2 separate regions of the Xenopus laevis genome follow, and region 1 is linked to region 2. Evidence: chromatin contacts called from public Hi-C data. All regions are on one chromosome and are shown on one strand. The core of a region is the stretch at or near the end of the contact, and the rest is flanking DNA. Distances in the headings are between cores, read along the strand shown. Region 1 holds the start of jmjd1c.L (probable JmjC domain-containing histone demethylation protein 2C). Region 2 overlaps jmjd1c.L (probable JmjC domain-containing histone demethylation protein 2C).

Evidence for each region. Hi-C and Micro-C count contacts between places; a contact is called where the count stands out from the background.
Region 1: a contact with region 2 is called in a Hi-C map of the XTC cell line, with 3 times the contacts expected there. The contact joins the promoter of jmjd1c.L here to the enhancer-like site in region 2. A contact is called at or near these places in 2 of 4 Hi-C or Micro-C datasets (the XTC cell line and animal cap).

Annotation. Positions count from the first base shown.
Region 1 is chr7L:12,868,857-12,871,556 of Xenopus_laevis_v10.1, forward strand. It overlaps jmjd1c.L (probable JmjC domain-containing histone demethylation protein 2C), which reads right to left and starts at 1,412. Exons shown (of 26, transcript XM_018225114.2): 1 at 1,107-1,412. The coding sequence starts at 1,271.
Region 2 is chr7L:12,810,452-12,813,172 of Xenopus_laevis_v10.1, forward strand. The region is part of intron 1 of jmjd1c.L (probable JmjC domain-containing histone demethylation protein 2C); the gene reads right to left. Among protein-coding and RNA genes, the nearest start is that of jmjd1c.L, 58 kb to the right of the region's middle. Within about 2 kb of position 1,465, at least 3 of the 7 cell types and tissues checked have an H3K27ac peak or open chromatin away from gene starts, as enhancers often do.

The DNA of each region.
Region 1 (2,700 bases), core at 162-2,661, 58 kb after region 2:
TATAGGTGTGTGTATAGTGGGAGATGTAGTATAGGTGTGTGTATAGTAGGAGCTGTAGTATAGGTGTGTGTATAGTGGGAGATGTAGTATAGGTGTGTGTATAGTGGGAGATGTAGTATAGGTGTGTGTATAGTGGGAGATGTAGTATAGGTGTGTGTATAGTGGGAGATGTAGTATAGGTGTGTGTGTATAGTGGGAGATGTAGTATAGGTGTGTGTATAGTAGGAGCTGTAGTATAGGTGTGTGTATAGTGGGAGATGTAGTATAGGTGTGTGTATAGTAGGAGCTGTAGTATAGGTGTGTGTATAGTGGGAGATGTAGTATAGGTGTGTGTATAGTGGGAGATGTAGTATAGGTGTGTGTATAGTGGGAGATGTAGTATAGGTGTGTGTATAGTGGGAGATGTAGTATAGGTGTGTGTGTATAGTGGGAGATGTAGTATAGGTGTGTGTATAGTGGGAGCTGTAGTATAGGTGTGTGTATAGTGGGAGATGTAGTATAGGTGTGTGTATAGTAGGAGATGTAGTATAGGTGTGTGTATAGTGGGAGATGTAGTATAGGTGTGTGTATAGTGGGAGATGTAGTATAGGTGTGTGTATAGTGGGAGATGTAGTATAGGTGTGTGTATAGTGAGAGATGTAGTATAGGTGTGTGTGTATAGTGGGAGATGTAGTATAGGTGTGTGTATAGTGGAAGCCCCAGTGGGTCCCTGCAGAGCCAGGCAGAGAGGAGCTCAGAGAAGCCACAACACAGACCCTATTACAGTTAAGAGGATACTCTCCGTGTCATATTCAAATGTGCAGCAGAGATACCCCCAGCTCTTATGCACAACTCCCAGTCCCAAAACTCCCAGCACCCACAAATCCCAGTCCCACAACTCCCAGTCCCACAACTCCCAGCACCCCTCAGATCTCTCAGCTGGAAGTTGTAGCACCAACAAGCTGCACAATGAGTTCCCCTCAATCAGGGAGTCCAGTGTTAAACGTGTAAAAGGAATCATTCAGTGTCAGCGAGTCCCTGCCCCGCAGAGCTCACACTCTAATGACTGAGGCACAGCCGGGTCTCCCAGGCAGGGGAGTAGCAGCCGCTCTGTCCGTATCACTTACCGCCAATTCTGGGTTGTCGTTGTCCCTGTGAGACACCGCTCGGATAACTCCGGCTCTCCAGCCCCAGCGACCGATCTGCCCGATCTCCGGCGGCTCCTCTCCTCCTCCGAGGACCAAACAGACGAAGCGCTTCCCTACGAGCTCCGGCCGCACTCCCAGCGCCATGACAATAAGACAGAGCCCCAGTCACAATCCTCTCTCTCTCTCGTTCCCTTATGAGCAGCGGCGGCGGCGGCACATGCTGAGAGTCCCCGGCTCCTTCCAGAGAACTGTGTGCCGGCTCCTCCAGCCGCCGCGTCCCCCTCGCAGCCTCAGGCACTCAGAGCTGACACACAGCACAGCGAACCGCTCCGCCGCCCCTGTCAGATGCAACGAGGCCGACTAGTGGCGGCAGCAGACGGTGTCCTTCCGCCAGACTGGCCTCAAAAAAGTGCCCTGAACCTGAGCAAATGTCATGCACTAAATGACTGCAGAGCTAACACTTCATATTAGTAACAGCAACCCGCACTTACTAACCATTAATTCTAGGTAAGGAATTATTCATGCACATTATAAATAAATAACAATATCATAATAATTACATTACACAGGACATCAGGCTGAGAAAGCAAACATTGCCTATGTATTTTATTATTATTAGTATGTATTTTATTATTATTATTATTATTAATAATATTATTATTATGTATTTTATTATTATTATTGTTATTATGTATTTTATTATTATTATTATCATTATTATCATTATCATTATTATTATTATTATTTTATTATTATTAATATTATGTATTTTATTATTATGTATTTTACTATTATTGTTATTATTATTATTATTATTATTATTATGTATTTATTATTATTATAATTATTATTATTTTATTATTATTATTTTATTATTATTATTATTATTATTATTATTATTATTATTATTATTATTATTATTATTATTATTATGTATTTTATTATTATTATTATGTATTTTATTATTATTATTATTATTATTATTATTATTATTATTAGTATGTATTTTATTATTATTATTAGTATGTATTTTATTATTATTATTAGTATTATTATTTTTTATGTTTATTATTAGTAGTATTATTATTAATAGTAGCGTATTATCACTCCACAAATAATTACATTTTCAGAATAAAATATATTTAAAGGAACAGTTCAGTGTAAAAATAAAAACTGGGTAAATAGATAGGCTGTGCAAAATAAATAATGTTTCTAATATAGTTAGTTAGCCAAATATGTAATGTATAAAGGCTGGAGTGACTGGATGTCTAACATAATAGCCAGAACACTACTTCCTGCTTTTCAGCTCTATAACTCTGAGTTAGTCAGTGACTATAAGGGGGGCCACATGGGACATAACTGTTCAGTGAGTTTGCAATTGATCCTCAGCATTAAGCTCAGATTCAAAAGCAACGGTTATGAGCGATGTGCCCTATCTATTTAACCAGTTTTTATTTTTACACCGAACAATTTCTTTAAAGAAATGGTTAACCTTTAAGTTAACTTTTAGGACCTTATTTATCAAAATCGGAATTTTTTGATTTTAAAAAGTCCAACCAAACTGGAATCCACG
Region 2 (2,721 bases), core at 215-2,714:
CTAACGTGATTGCTAAAGGTACGCATGTGAGCGGGGGGAGGGGCTAGGGGACAGAAGACTTCGTGGCTGTGGCTGCAGGCCTGGTGGGGAACCAAGAGGAGGAGGCCTAGACGTGTTGTGTGGGGGGACAAGACTACCAGGTAAAAAATTGTAAAGGTGCTGTGCAGATGTTTAGTGGTGGAGATGGCTGTCCAAAAGAGCAGAAGACAAGAGAAAATATGAAGTGGAAATAGGCTGGAAGTGGATGGAGCCAAGGCATGTTAGAGGAGGGGAAGGTTGGGTGGGGTTGTATGAGCCATTATTTACAGTAGTAACAATACATGTCTGGTGTTTCTATTCTAGCGCTGCACAGATAGTACGAGGACATGTAGCAGGGCATCTACTACTTTAAAGGGGTGGTTCACCTTTGAGTAAATTTTTATATGTTATAGAATAGCAACTTTTCAGTTGGTCTTCCTTATTTATTGTTTATAGTTTTTTTTTGTTTTTGTTTTTTAAATGTGATTTTTATTGCCATTTAAAGTTTACAATTAGAAAGAAAACAAACAGGGAAATCCATATTAATAATCAATCGCGGATAAGATCTGAATGTTTATAGTTTTTAAATGATTTGCCTTTTTCTTCTGACTCTTTCTGGCTTCCAAATGGGGGGGTCACTGACCCCCATCTAAAAACAAACAGTCCATGACACAAAAGGGGTGGAGCCACGCATAGTGCCGCAAAAGGGGGAGGAGCAACGCGTGCGATCTGCAGAAACCTGGAAAGAAAAAAAGGAAAGTTCTTTGCGAATCGGGGGCTTGCCAAGGGCTTTTTTAAAGTGTATTACAAATAACAGGCAACTCCATTGCCTCTAAATTTGAAATACCGGCCACGCCTTGGCACACCCCACGCAAACTCCATAGGGCTCCTACGCTAGCTGAAGGTAAGGGAGCGCATAGTTTCAGGCCGGCATTTGGAGCAGGTCTGGGGGCTATGGGGTTTTTACCAGGAATTACAGTTCAGCCACATGTGGAGGGTAGAAGTTTAGATAGAAGTTCAGTTATTCTGGAGCTGCTTCTGCTCTTAATGAAAGCTTTACATCTCCTCCCTGCATGTTACCCTGAGTGCTGAGCCAGGTCAGAGCTGTGACTATGCAGGATCCAGCTGTTTCTGCTTATTTTGTTTCATTTTTTTTTTCCCAGCCTCGAAATTTCTCAGGATTGAAGTAACGCCTGTTGAGATTTTGAAATGATGTTGTCTGGCACTGTGAGCCCCTTTTGTTTGTTTATGGATGGAATTGCTCGGCATGGGGCCTCTGGAACTCAGGAAACCTGAGAGTAGTTTTTCCCAATCATGGGGTTCTTGGAAACACTCCTTTGGGCATAAGGCCGGCTTAGCAAACTATTATGTAACTTCCAGCGACCCATCGCTTGCCTCTTTACTGCACCCTGAGAGCCGACCCCAGTTCAGTAAAAGTTGGGGGGATTATATGAAATGGTGGCTCAGTAATTAGAAGTGGTGTCTCGCAACACTGGGTCCTGTGCTCCGTTTCAGCAATGGGACTGCAAAGAGTTTATATGTTCTCCTTGTGCTTGTATGGGTTCCCCCCAGTTTCCTCCCTCACTCCAAAAATACACCGGCAAGTTTCAGATACATTTGACCCTAGTGTGTGTGAATAAGATAGTGGAACTACCATACAGCAGGGGCCCCCGGGGATAGGGGAGTCCAGATCATGGGGTTTGCTGTATATACAACAGGGGGTACGTACCCTCCAGACTTACCACATAGGCACCAAGAGCTTGTTTTTAGGGTGCAGGGATGGAACTAGGGGTAGGCAGAAAAGTCACCTGCCTAGGGCGCAACAGTAGGGTGGCACTGTGTATCTGTTCTGCCTACCCCCAGTTTATAGTCGCTCTGCTGGTCTGTTTTCCCCTCAGCCACTTCCCCTCCCCCTCCAGCACTCCCCTGAGCCGCTTCCCCTCCCCCTCTAGCACTCCCCTGAGCCATTTCCCCTCCCCCTCCAGCACTCCCCTGAGCCGCTTCCCCTCCCCCTCCAGCACTACCCTCAGCCGCTCCCCCTCCAGCAATCCCGAGCCGCTTCCCCTCCCCCTCCAGCACACCCCTCAGCCGCTTCCCCTCCAGCACTCCTCTGAGCTGCTTCACCTCCCCCTCCAGCACTCCCCTCAGCCGCTTCCCCTCCAGCACTCCCACCAGCTGCTAGCCCTCCCCCCTCCAGCACTCCCCTAAGCCGCTTCCCCTCCCCCCTCCAGCACTCCCCTCAGTCGCTTCCCCTCCCCCCTCCAGCACTCCCCTCAGCTGCTGCCTCTCCCCCCTCCAGCAGTCCCCTTAGCTGATTCCCCGCCCCCCTTGATGTCACGGTGCGCTTAAGCGAGGTTGCTGGCCGGATTTCCTAGGGTGCCCGGTCGGCTTGGCCCGGCCCTGCTGGGGTGGTCCCCTGGAGTGATGATATGGGATGAAGTAAAAGGTTTCCAAAAGAAATTTGAGCTGCTGAATATATAAACTAAATAACTCACAAACCATAAATAATAAAAACCAATTGCAAATTGTCTCAGAATATCACTCTGTACGTCATACTACAGGTTGATTTCAAGGTAAACAACCCCTTTAAAGAAAGAGTCCACTTTTATTTTTAAAAATATAAAACTGGAACACAAAGGTCAATGTAAAACAAGCGGGTGCTGCCTGTACCCGGTGCCTGAATTAGGCCTCAGGGTGTGGGAC